Linked DNA regions of Ovis aries: all the other regions are linked to region 2. A link is a contact called in public Hi-C data. All regions are on one chromosome and are shown on one strand. Each heading gives the region's core, a stretch centred on a gene start, on an enhancer-like site or on the middle of the called end of the contact. The rest is flanking DNA. Distances are from core to core; before and after follow the strand shown. Region 1 holds the start of ARSG (arylsulfatase G). Region 2 holds the start of WIPI1 (WD repeat domain, phosphoinositide interacting 1). Region 3 overlaps RGS9 (regulator of G protein signaling 9).

The links. A called contact is a pair of places that touch in the nucleus more often than the background predicts.
Region 1: a Hi-C map of tail adipose tissue shows a contact between it and region 2, with 6 times the contacts expected there. The contact joins the promoter of ARSG here to the promoter of WIPI1 in region 2. A contact is called at or near these places in 8 of 16 Hi-C or Micro-C datasets (blood, hypothalamus, liver and 4 more).
Region 3: a contact with region 2 is called in a Hi-C map of muscle, with 4 times the contacts expected there. The contact joins the enhancer-like site here to the promoter of WIPI1 in region 2. A contact is called at or near these places in 7 of 16 Hi-C or Micro-C datasets (blood, hypothalamus, liver and 3 more).

Annotation. Positions count from the first base shown.
Region 1 is chr11:61,057,250-61,061,381 of ARS-UI_Ramb_v3.0, forward strand. It overlaps ARSG (arylsulfatase G), which reads right to left and starts at 2,775. Exons shown (of 12, transcript XM_060395884.1): 1 at 2,454-2,775.
Region 2 is chr11:60,927,228-60,931,422 of ARS-UI_Ramb_v3.0, forward strand. WIPI1 (WD repeat domain, phosphoinositide interacting 1) reads left to right here and starts at 2,869. Exons shown (of 14, transcript XM_060395885.1): 1 at 2,869-3,035. The coding sequence starts at 2,956. It overlaps LOC105610547 (a long non-coding RNA gene), which reads right to left and starts at 2,373. Exons shown (of 5, transcript XR_006061344.2): 1 at 1-2,373.
Region 3 is chr11:61,149,646-61,154,224 of ARS-UI_Ramb_v3.0, forward strand. The region is part of intron 1 of RGS9 (regulator of G protein signaling 9); the gene reads left to right. LOC114116809 (a long non-coding RNA gene) reads right to left here. Exons shown (of 2, transcript XR_003590595.3): 2 at 580-2,330. Among named protein-coding and RNA genes, the nearest start is that of RGS9, 4.5 kb to the left of the region's middle. Within about 2 kb of position 2,741, at least 21 of the 54 cell types and tissues checked have an H3K27ac peak or open chromatin away from gene starts, as enhancers often do. A contact at or near this core is called in muscle, where this site is marked.

The DNA.
Region 1 (4,132 bases), core at 1,525-4,024, 130 kb after region 2:
CCACCCCCAATCAGGGCGAAAGTGAAAGCTGCTCAGCCGTGGCCAACTCCTTGCGACCCCACGGACTATACAGTCCATGGAATTCTCCAGGCCAGAAGAGTGGAGTAGGTAGCCTCTCCCTTCTCCAGGGGATCTTCTCAACCCAGGAATCGAACTGAGGTCTCCTGCACTGCAGGTGGATTCTTTACCAACTGAGCTATCAGGGAAGCCCAATCAAGGCAGAACTTCTTTTATTCACTGGTATATATTCCCAAGGCTTTGAACAGAGTCTGGCACATAGGAGGTGATGCTCAAAACATACAGCTGAATGGATGAATTAGTGGGTTTCTCAGTTTTCACTGACTTTTTCAAAGACGAGCCTCAAAGGGCTCCCGGTAAGGCCCTACTATGGGCAGGTCCACTCTGAGGAAGAAAATCCAAGTTCGTTGGAGACTAAACAGTGAGAGAGAGCACCACTAGGGCAGGCGCCAGGCTTCTGTATGTGCCGGGTCCACAGCAGAGGAGCCAACTAACCAAACAGGAGGAACATTTGGGAGAAGAAAGAAAAAGCACTCCAGAAAGTTCCAAAAAGCAAAACTCGAATTTCCTGCACACCTGGCCACTACTTAAATAGCATTTACACTGTATTTACAACTATTTATATTGTATTAGGTATTATAAGTAATCTAAGGGTGATTAAGGTGTCCGGGAGCGTGCGCATAGGAAATACACAAATACTACACCATTTTACAAAAGGGACGTGAGCATCCCTGGATTTTGGTATTGTGGGGCGGGGAAGGGGTTTGGTTCTGGAACCAACCAACCTGCAGATAGAAAGACTGATGCTTGGAGGGCTGTGATGTGAACATATTTCTGGTGCAGAATTTACTCTATATTCATGCACACACATATGCTAAGTCACTGCAGCTGTGTCTGACTCTGCAGTCCTATGGACTGTAGCCTGCTGGACTTAAGCCATTTTTCTGGGGCTTCCCAGGTGGCGCTAGTGGTAAAGAACCCACCTGCCAACACAGAAGACATTAGGAGACATGGGTTTCATCCCTGGGTCAAGAAGATCCCCTGAAAGAGGGCATGGCAACCCACTCCAGTATTCTCGCCTGGAGAATCAATCCCGTGGACTAAGGAGCCTGGGGGGCTACCGTCCATGGAGTCGCAAAGCGTCAGGCACAACGGAAATGACTTAACACGGCACAAGCTATTTTCCAGCAGACTTTTTTCTTTCATGATGTCTCTCTCTATCGCTTTTTTTTTTTTTGCCGCACCAGGCAGGATCCTAGTTTCCAGACCAGGGACTGAACCTGGGCCCTCCACAGTGAAAGGCTGGGGTCCTAACCACTGGGCCACCAGGGAATTCCCTCAAGGATGCTTCCTTTCCCCTGTGGTTCAACTGGGAGCAAGTAATTTTCTATGTATTGAATCTCTCTCGTTTTGGTGTTAAAGCAAAGCACTGGGATTTCTCTGACTTTGAGCAGCCCCAGATGGTCCCACTTGAAAAGAGGTTGAAAGAAAGTTTAATCTCACAACCTCTTCTATAAACAATCTGAAAACAACCAGTTGAACCTCCTGCTTGTGGCGCTGTCCTTCTTATGAGGTCATGCAGCATAGTGAAGACAGAGCAGAACCTGGAAGGGAGGGAGCCCTGGGGTCATCTCGGCTGCTGGTTTAACTACACACGAGTTCACACCAGCCTGCACTTGTTTCCACACTGTTAACACTTCACAACTTCGCTTTCCAAAAGCGAAAACGACGCAGGAGGCCCTTGGCAATGGAAAGAGAGTTAAAAAAAAAAAAAACCCATCTGTTCCAGGGAATCACAGCAGGTCCCCAAAGCACATTCATGGGGAATCCAGAAGCCTTCACAGGGACCCCCAGCTTTCAGTCTATATGAACACGGTCTGCACACACTGAAGACCCGGAAACCTTTTCCTTCCAGAAGCCTCACTCTCCTGTTAACTCAACTTCAAAGGGACACCCTCCCACGCAGACTGGAAACCGGCCACAACTGAGCACAAACCGCACTGCCCAACACAGCAGCTAGGAGCCGTCGGGCTGCACAGCGCTGGGCACGCGGCCACTGGGAACCCAGGCGCGCCGTGCCAGCAGGATACACACGGAATGTGCAGGCTTAGTCCAGACTATAATGGACAGTGACACAAGTCAGACGGAGAAGGACAAACGGTGTGGGACCTCACACACGTCTGGGACCGAAAAGAGCAGAGCTGCTAACAGCAGGGAATAGACGGTGGTCGTCAGGGCTGGGGGCGGGGAGCGGGAGCGACGCGGCTCAAGGTCCGAAGTCGCAGGGAGTAGGGGGTCTGTCCCGAAGAGCAGCGCCCGGTGCCGCGAGGACAGACGACACTGTCGCAGGACATCGGCCCTGCCAGGAGGCCCGCCTTAGTCCCCCACCCCCGGCCCACGGGATGTCCGCCGCCTCGGGGAGCTCGCGCGGTCACCTGTTGATCCCGGGACGCCCTGAGGACCGGAGCCGCGCCGCCACGCCGATGGCACCCGCCTCCGTCCGCACGCGCTCACGGGCTCCCGGGCCGGCGCCGCGGCCGGGGCGGCCCGAGCACCCGCGGGCCCCGAGGAGCGGGCAGCGCTGCCGCCGGGGGCCTGGCCTCGGCCGGCCGGGCCCGCACGGACGCCCTCACGGCCCTGCGCGCGCCCCGCGGCCCCGCGCGGCTGCCGCCGGCCGGGTCGGGGCCGGGGCCGCCGGCCGGGTCGGTCCGGTCCCGCCGCGCGTACGGGCCGGGCCGGGCGCCCTGGGCGGAAGCTGCCGGGCGCTTCCTGCGGGGGGCGGGGGAGGCGAGGCCCGCGGGGCGGCGCGGGGCCGGGGTGCGGGAGCGCGCGCTCGCGGCGCGGGCGTCTCGGGGGCGCAGCGGGGGCCGGGACGGCGCTCGGCCTCCGCGTAGAGTCCCCGCGGCCTGAGCTTGGACCCCGACCCTTCCCGTGACCCGAGCGACCCTGCTAAGTCCCTGGGCGCCGCCGGGAACGCTTCGGACTGTTTTCTAGAATGGTGTTCACAAGGTGGAAAGTTACTCATGTTTTCCTCTCAAATACCTTGTTGGCTCAGCGTTTGCAGAGGAAAAACTGCCTAGGTTTTGTCATTAAGTGAGAATCATTTTTAAAAACTACATTTATCCATAGTGTTTTAACTTTAATTGCAAGAAACAAATTATATTGTTTAACTTAACCCTAAGAAGTGTTCCAAAAGTAATGCAATGCATTTACACACGACTCCCAAGTGGCAATCGCAGAGTAGACGCCAGAACTGCAGCCTGCGCCGGGAGGGAGCAGACCTCTTAACAGACCTTGTTGCTGGTCTCACGGTGCAGTCAGCGCAGACTGACGTCTTCACCAAACAACTGAAACTCGGCCCCCTTACACATTTAGTCGAATCTGAGTTCTTGTAGGTCTGCAACTAAAGCCGACCTACTGGACTAACACTGTGCCCACCCTGCAGGGCAGTGAAAGGAAACTGGGGGGAATGGAGGAGACCTAAAGCGTAACTCCGGGAGGAAATAAAACCCGCAGCAGATCCATCAGAGTCCATGCTGCTCGGTCCCCTTTGCAGTGTTTCTTAGAAGACCTGGTCTCTGCCCTCCGCTTAGTTTTAATGACGAGCCACCGTTTTCTAAATGACTAGAGGTTCACCGAGCAGGAGTCTGGAGGTGAAGCCATTGATTTCGTTCTAAAATGTGCTTTAAATCGAGCTGCGTAAATAACAACAGTGCTAGAATTCAGGCATAAAAGGGAGAAAATAAAAATTGCCTTTAGTTTCACCTTCCAGGTTAAATGAGAAGTGGAAGTCCATCAGCCAGCATGCAGGTCACGTGATTTGCTCTAGCTTCTAGATTTCCTGGACCCAGCAGTCTGTCTGGTCTCAGGTTTTTAATCTGCTCCCCTTCTGGACATCCAGCCCATGTTCCCAGCCTGATGTGAGCATTTCTGGCAGACGCACAGGTAGCGGCCCCACGCTGCCCCTCACTCATGCAAACATTAGCACCGAGGAGCGGGAGATTACTGCAGGCATAAACCCGACACCTGCTCCAGGCTGTGAGAAGGAGCGCAGCTCACACAGCTGCAAGCACCATTGATTAAAAGGGAAGAGCAAATCTGAGTCCCTGCTGGA
Region 2 (4,195 bases), core at 1,619-4,118:
ACCCCATGGACTGTAGCCCACCAGGCTCCTCCGCCCATGGGATCCTCCAGGCAAGAATACCGGAGTGGGTTCCCACAGAAATGGCTTTAAATCTTCCCTCTTCTTCCCAACTACCCCCATGTCCCCATCAGCCACTGGGCCCTGAAGCTCAGGCTCTCAAAAGTGCCCTGGACAATGAGACAGCACCTAAAACGTAGCTACTGTGAACTGAGATGTGCAGGGAGTGAAAAGGACACACGGGATTTTTTTTTAATTGCTAGTTTATTTTTAATATTTATTAATTTATATATTTGGCTGCGCTGGATCTTAGTTGGGATCTAGTTCCCCGACCAGGGAACAAACCTGGGCACCCTGCCCTGGGATCTCAGAGTCTTAGCCGCCAGACCACCTGGGAGGTCCCAGAAACATGGGATTTTAAATATTTATGCTAAAAAACGACAATCTAAACTGACTGATCAATAGTTTAACTGACTGATCAACAATTTTACGTGGGTTACTTACTAAAATGATCTTTTTGACATACTGGGTTAAATTTAATAACATTTAAAGGGTTACATATTATTAAAACTAACTTGCCCATTTTTCTTTACCCTTTTTAACAAGGTGGGGTTTCAAAAAATTTAAATGGCATATGTCTCTAAAATTTTAAATTACATTTGGGGTTCACACCTGTGGCTCTCATTTCTTTCTATTGGATAGCACTGCTTCAAAATAGCCCTTAGTGTGACGTGATGAGGGGCTAATTATATCTACAATGGCAGTCATATTACGTTACATAAATGTATGAAATCAACACGTTGTAAACCTTACAATATGTTGTAAACCTTAAATTTAGACAATGTTTTATGTCAAATATATTACAGGAAAAAACACCTCTTGGGTTTGTCCTAATCCTGCCCCCATCCTAGAGCCCACTTTCTCACTTCTTTCACTCCTAAAATTTCACCTTAGTCTAGGCTTTTCCCCTTCTAATCTATTTTTCACACCCTGGCCCAGTTTATCTGCCTAAAACACTGCTTTTATCATGAAACACTCCTGTTCAAAAACTAACACCAGCTCCCATCTCTACTCCATCAAGTCCAAATTCTTGGCAATAATGAGACTTTAAAAACCTCCTGGGCACATTATGTGATTCTCCCAACAACCTTACACCTAGCATGCCATATTTTTTGGTTTCTAAATAGAACAAAAAGGGCTGCAGCATTTGCCTGAGCTGGGACGTGAGCCGGAAATCAGCTCTGAGCTGAGAGGTTACAAGGGCGATTCAGTTAAACCATCCAAGCAGCAGCTGCCTCCCTTACAACAATTTACACACCACCTCACATTCAACTAAAGAGCAATCAACATCTGGCCATCTATGAGCTGAGCTATTCTTACATCAGCTGAGAGAAAGAATAATAGCAGTGAAAGAAGAAACTGTTATATTTGCGTTTCAGAAAAACAAAACCAAAAGTCAACCAGAAAAGCTTAAGAGAAGAAGCCCGCTTTGTTCACTGTTTCAAAAACTATATATATATATAGCTTTGTCACATAATAGAAAAATTGAACCATGCCAGTTTGAATACTGTGGCAAGACAACAATAAAATACCATTTCATCTCAAAACTGGAAAAGCCTGAATTTAAAAATTGATCAGTAATTATATGAAGCTAAAACTAGCAGACCTGCTGATTCATAAGCTGTGTTGGTAATTCGATGGCAACATGTATTTAGGTTGGGAAAAGGGACCCTTCGTCAGGACTCACCTCCAATTACCTGAGTTTTTACTGTGCTGTCTACAAAACTCCATCCCTTTCATTAAAAATACTATGCTACACACATTTTCTTTCGGGTTTTTTTTTTTCAGCTACAGTTCAGACAGGTTTTGCCAAGTAGTGACTAGCAGAGTCGTTTGGAGTACGGGTCTTGAAATCAGGCAACTCCACATTTTACCATTTACTGTGTTATTTCAGACAGAACTGTGTAGCCGTTCTCTGCTTCTGTTACAGTCTCTCTAAACTGGGCATAATCATACCTTCTTCACACACATTTATAAGAATTCAACGAGATAAAGTTCATTGTTAATATAGCTCTGAACCTGCGGTAAGAGTTGTAACGGCGGGACAAGGGATGAGACAGCCCCTTATCTGTCCGGCCTCAGCACCCTTGCTAGAAACAGTTTCCAAGCAGCTCGAAGACTCCAGAAGAGGGTGGGGCCTTAGCGTCCAACGCGCGCCCCTAAACTGTCAGTTTAATAGCCGGGGCGTCGGGTGGGGTGAGGCCGGCGCACCGGCCCGTCTGCTTCGCCGCGACCGCGACGCAGACGGCGTACTGGACTCACCCCGCAGGCCGGGCCCAGCTGCCGGGTCTCTCCCTTCCCTCGCTCCGCCCCGCCGCCCCCGCAATGAAAACAACACCACGTGGCCTGCAGCCGTTGCGTCACTCTCCTCCACCCAATGGCAAGCCGTGCCTCGGAGCTGGGGGCGGGTCGCCAGGGGAGTGGGTCCGCCCACCCCCGTCGCCCGTTGGCTAATTGTGAGCCGCGCTGTGGGCTCTTCACCAATGGAGGCCGGCGGTGGGACCCCGCCCTCTCGGTGGCTGAGTCAGCTGGTCCAGCCGGAGGGCTGGGGCGGGGCCTGGAGGGACGGGGCGGGGCCTGGCTGGCCCGGGCGGGGATGAGGCGGCCCGGCCGAGGCCTGGCGGGGCGGGGCCTGGCGGGGCGGAGGCGGGGCCTGGCGGGCCCGGGGCGGGGCCTGGGTGGGCCCGGGCTGGGGTAGGGTCGCCCGGGTGGGCGGGGAAGGGGCGTGGCCTGGCAGGCCCGGGCCGGGATGAGGCGGCCCGGCCGAGGCCTGGCGGGGCGGGGCCTGGCGGGGAGGGGCGGGGCCGGGCCGGAGACCGGCCCGCGGGGCCGGCGCCAGCGGGCTGCTGAGGTGGCTGTCGCCCGATCGGAGCCGCGGCTTCCCGGGTCGAGCCCCCGATGGAGGCCGAGGGCGCGGAAGGCGCCCCGGGCGGGACGGAAGCGGCGCTCAGCTGCTTCTCCTTCAACCAGGACTGCACGTAAGCCGGGCCTCCTGCCCCGCCGGGAGCTGGGGGAGAAAAGTCGCGATCAGGGTTGTCGTGCAGTCGGCGACTTGGACAGCGGGCGCAGGCCTGCGCCCCGGGGGCCTGGGCGTGACGGCCGGCGCGGCCTGGGCCGGTGCGGGTCCTCCGGCCGCCCCTCCTCCGGCTCGGGGCTGAGCGCCCCCGTCCCCCTGCCGGCAGGGAGCCAGGAGGGGCCGGCCGGGAGAAGGGGGGGACAGAGCCCAGGGAGCGGGCAGAAGGAGGCTGGGGAAGCTGGGGAGCCGGGGAGTGACCAAAGCGAGGGTCTGGGCAGGAGGGGTTGGTGGTAAAGACAAAGGAGAGGGGAGCGGACAGGGAAGTTGCAAGTTGACCCCGGGCGAGACAGATAGCTAGGGCCCAGGAAGATGGGAGTTCAGGAAAAACTTTCCCATTTGTCCTTGAGCATCTCAACGTGGCATCTGGGCAGGGCCAACGACCAGGAGGCAACCTATCCCCGAAGCCAGTCCAGCCTGATCCCAGCCCAGCCCAGCCTGGGCGCCTGCCTGCCGGCCGGGTTGTCAGGAACCTTCCCATTGCCCCCAGCGCGTCTTCAGGAAGCCCACTCGGCCAGACGGAACTCCTCCTGGGAGTCCAGGAACCCTGTCCCCGGCCCAGGCTGCCCTCTTGCTTCTTGAGTGGATTTTGAGTGTCTCGCCTTGATGTTCACATTCGGACTTTGGCCAGTGAGCCAGGGGTTGCTGGACTGTGTTTGAGACGTCTGGAGGAGCCAGTCCCTTAGAAGCAGAAGGCTGCTCCCTTTCCTCCTTTCGTGGGATTGTTAGACGTCCTGGGGACCATATGGATTAACCTCTTTGGAATGTGCCACACAGCATCAGGCAGCGATGGCCGGTCCTAGTCCCCCATTTCCTGCTGTACCAGTTTCTGTGGGGCTCCTTCGTGGGCTCGCCTTCAGGCAGGTGTGCTGGCCATCTGTGCCCGGACTGTGCTAATACTGAACATTCAGCGGTGTCATTAAGGCCGTCATGTGCCATAAGCAACCCTGGCCTTCCATGCCCTTTGTCTTCTCTTTAAAAACACCCCATGCCAAACAATATGCCTTTGTTCAAAAAAAACTGTATGTGTAATCATGTAAGCTGGTGGCCAGACAATTTGGTTCC
Region 3 (4,579 bases), core at 1,491-3,990, 220 kb after region 2:
CTTCTGGGGAACAGAGGATGGGACAACATGGTCCTATTTGCCTCTGATCATTTCCAGCAGGTGTTTCTGGGAAGTGTGTGCCCCGGACTCACTGCAGGAGCTCTTCTCCTTAGGTTGGAGAAGATGGAGGGGAATCATTCCTTATCATAGAGGGGCATCCTGGAGGCGACTGGGAGGTCTCGCTCGGCTAAGATCATTTACGTGGAGTTCCTGAAGCCACATTCCCATGTTCCTACGCTTCCATGCCCGACTCACTCACTCACTCACCTCACCTGGAAGCCATGGAGTTGCAACTCAGGTTGAGAAACAAGACGTCCTGTTACTTCTGAACTGAGCTGATCGGTTTCCACAGACAGGCGTGATTTAATCAATTGTCTTGCAAGGAAAGCAAAGTTTCATCAAACTCCAATGTATTTTCACCACACTATTCTCCTTCTCTCATGCATCTTGGACTAAAATAAAACAATGTAGGTTCCACAAACATTTGGATGAATATAGTCACTTATCCTGAAGACCACTTTGACTGCACAGGTTTTCCTTTCTCCCCCCACCTTGTCCAGTTCATCAAGTCAACTCCCATTCGCTATTCAAATACAATTTATTTCCATCCCAAGTCATTCCAAAAAGGACTTGTGGCGGACCAAAACCTAGAGAATGAAACCAATCATACATGAATTCAAATAGGAAGACAGATTGGAGAAAAAAACATGAAAAATTGAACATTCATTCCAGTTCTTGCAAGAGAGCCTGATGCCAGATTTGTTCTGCTGCTCAGGGCGGGAAATGCCTGGGTGCGCATCTCTTTTTGACCAAGGAAAGGGATATGCTGTGATTTCCATCTTCATGGAACTAAACTTGGAAGGAGATTTCTTTTGTGGTGTTTGTTAGACAGAATAGACACTGTCTTGACAGTAGTTTGGGGTCAAGTCAGAATTTTTTCGAAAAGAAATCCACGTGATTTGTTCCTGTAATGACTTCTGGTAACCGCTGGAAACCCTCACACTGTAGATTTGCCCAGAGATGCCGATTCAACGTGGGCATTTGAAAGCACACCGGTGGAAGCTCAGACTGGCAAGAATTTCTGGAGGCAGGTGTTATTTTGTAATGTACTGGCCACTGTTTTCTTTGGCATCTTTGGAAGTGCGAGCATTATGTCGTGACTGTCCTCGGCCAGGTCATCACGATTTTTAATAGGATGCCGTTGGGTGAATCCTGCGACATGCAAGTGGGGACTAAGGAGGAGCTGGGGATGTGGCCGTCTGGACACGGGTCCGTGTGGTCTAGTGCTTGTCCACACTCTTGGTTCGTTTATGCCTTTCCTCTTTTAGGGCTTCCCTGGTGGCTGAGACGGTAAACAATCCTCCTGCAACGAGGGAGACCTGGGTTCCATCTCTGGGTTGGGAAGATCCCCTGGAAAAAGGAAAGGCTACCCACCCCAGTATTCTGGCCTGGAGAATTCCATGGACAGAGGATCCTGGCGGGCTACAGTTCATGGGGTCAGCTGCACAGAGCTGGACACGACCGAGCGACTTTCACGTTATGCCTCTTTCACGGTTGGATCAGTGAGGCGCACAGGAGACGCTTAATACAAAACGCGTGTGCGCTTAGTCGCTCAGTCGTGTCCAACTCTTTGTGACCCCCTGGACTGTAGCCCGCCAGGCTCCTCTGTCCATGGGGATTCTCCAGGCAAGAATACTGGAGTGGGTTGCCACGCCCTCCTCCAGGGGATCTTCCCAAACCAGCGATCCAATTCAGGTCTCTCGCATTGCAGGTGGATTTTTCAGCATCCGAGCCACCAGGGAAGCCTTAATATAAAATGGTAAGCTGTAAATTAGAACTCAAGACAAGGAAGGGGTTCCCTGGTGGTCTAGTGGTTAGCACAGTCTCACCCCAAGCTGTTGAGTCAGAATCTGCGTTTTTACAAGATCCCTGGGGGACTGCTATGTGCATTAAAGTTTGAGAAGGTTGAAGAGCGGACTCTGGGGAGCACTGAGCAACTCTGACCGGGGGCTGGGATTTCCTGAGGTGACGAGTCTTGCCTGACGTGCCCAGTGGGTCAACGGTAGGTTTGGAATCAGCATCCAGGTGCCTTGAGTCCTAATTACGTTCCTTCTTCCCACCCTACCTTGTCCCCTTCACCTGGGAAATGAGGCTGCTTGGCGAGATCCTTGTTGGAGTAGTAATCTGTTCAGTTTGTCATCCGAGCAAGGTCACCTTAGAGAGTGCCAGAGGACCGTGAACGTCTTCAGGCTGGCAGGCGACACACAGTGCCTCAGGTGGCCACTCTGCGCACCTAAGCTTCTCTCCCAGTCGACAGAGCCCGCTCACAGCTGTTAAGTAAGTTAAACAGCAGAAATATCCAGTGACCAGATGATCGTAACAGTCTTTCAATAAAATCTGATTCTCAAGGAAACTACACACAATCTCCTAATAGACAAGTCACCACCTAACCTAATTGAGAAAACAGAAAGCCTAAGGCGAAAAATGAAAGAGTGGGGAAACAGGTTCGCCAGTTATGAGATTCTGCAATCGGCTGCTCTCCCCACCCCCGTGAGTCTGGGAGCCCGGCTGAAGCGGGGCTTTCCCGCCCTCGTTATGCTCCCTGGCGGCTGCCTGGCCGGGCTGACGTCACATCTGCTGGCTTTCAGCCAAGTCATCTCCCAATGAGTCAACCAGCCCTATTCTAGCACTTCAGCCTGGAGCTGAGATGCCAGAGCAGCTTGGCAGGAACTCTGCTGTTCCGCTGGGACTGGAAGCCGTTTATCTAGAGCCTGGTTTGTTGACTGCGCCTCTGACGGCAGCTGCCCAGCTCTAGGCAAGGCCCCGTTTTTCACGGAACGCTGCTGCTGGACCTGGGAGGGCTCACCCTGTCGGAAACTGGGGGCTCGAGTCGCCCCTTTACAGATGAAGACACTGAGGATGGGGGGAGGGCAGTGGCTGTCAGGTGACACTGCTTTAATTCATTTCGTGCTCTTTCTGTTATACCATCTTTCAGTTCAGTTCAGTCGCTCAGTCGTGTCCGACTCTGCGACCCCATGAATCGCAGCACGCCAGGCCTCCCTGTCTATCACCAATGACACTAATATTAGTAACAGCCACAACTGGCACCTGCCGATTCGCGTCCTGTCTATCACGTAGGCAGTCACTGTGCCATTCCCATTTCACAGAGGGGTTAAGGAACTTTCTCGGACTCATACAGTTCGTTGGTTAGTAAGTAGCAGTGTGGCGATGTGAGCCCACATAATCTGACTTCAGATCCCATTCTCTCCCCTCCATTGACTGCTCCAAGAGTCCTCACATTATTCTGGAAAGATACAGGACTCAGCCCATGGGTGCAATGGAGCCACTAGAGATGGTAACTTTTAACAGTTCCCCCAAACTGTGGTTCATCTGACAGTCACCACTTGTCAGTCACAGTTCTAAGTGTTTTGAAAACATTGTTGAATTTTCTATTGGAGTATAGTCGACTGACAGTATTGTGTCAGTTTCAGGTCTACAGCAAAGTGATCCAGTTATACGTATAAAGAGATATGTCCATTCTTTTTCAGATTATTTCCCATTTGGGTTATTATAGATTACTGAGTGTAGCCTCTCTTTGCGACCCCAGGAACCGTAGCCAGCCAGGCTCCTCTGTCAAGGAGTTTTCCAGGCACGAATACTGGAGTGGGTTGCCATTGCTGCTCCAGGGGATCTTCCTGCCCCAGGGATCGAACTTGAGTCTCTTGCGTCTCTTGCATTGGCCGGCAGATTATTTGCTCTTGCGCCGCCTAGGAAGCCCTCATTAACACTCTCTGCTGTATACAGCAGGTCCTTGTTGATCATCTATTTTATTTATATATAGTAGTGTGACCTGGGATAACCACGATGGTGTGGTCACTCACCTAGAGCCAGACATCCTGGAGTGCGAAGTCAGGTGGGCCTTAGGAAGCATTACTACAAACAAAGCTAGTGGAGCTGATAGAATCCCAGCTGAGCTATTTCAAATCCTAAAAGATGGTGTTGTTAAAGTATTGTACTCAATACGCCACCAAATTTGGAAAACTCAGCAGTGGCCACAGGACTGAAAAAGATCAGTTTTCAATCCAATCCCAAAGAAAGGCGACGCCAGAGAATTCAAACTACTGCACAGGTGTGCTCATTTCACATCCTAGCAAGGTAATGCTCAAAAATTCTTCAAGCGAGGCTTCAACAGTACGTGAACTGAGAACTTCCAGATATACAACCTGGATTTAGAAAAGGCAGAGGAACCAGAGATCAAATTGCCAACATCCACTGGATCATAGAAACAGCAAGGGAATTCCAGCAAAACATCTATTTCTGCTTCATTGACTACGCTAAAGCCTTTGTGTGGGTCACAACAAACTGTGGGAAATTCTTGAAGAGATGGGAGTGCCAGAGCACCTGACCTGGCTCCTGAGAAACCGGTTTGCAGGTCTGGAAGCAACAGTGAGAACCTGACATGGAACGATGGGCTGGTTCAAAATGGGAAAGGAGTACGTCAAGGCTGTATGTTGTCACTCTGCTTATTTAACTTCTATTCGGAGTACATCACATGGAACGCTGGGCTGGATGAAGCAGA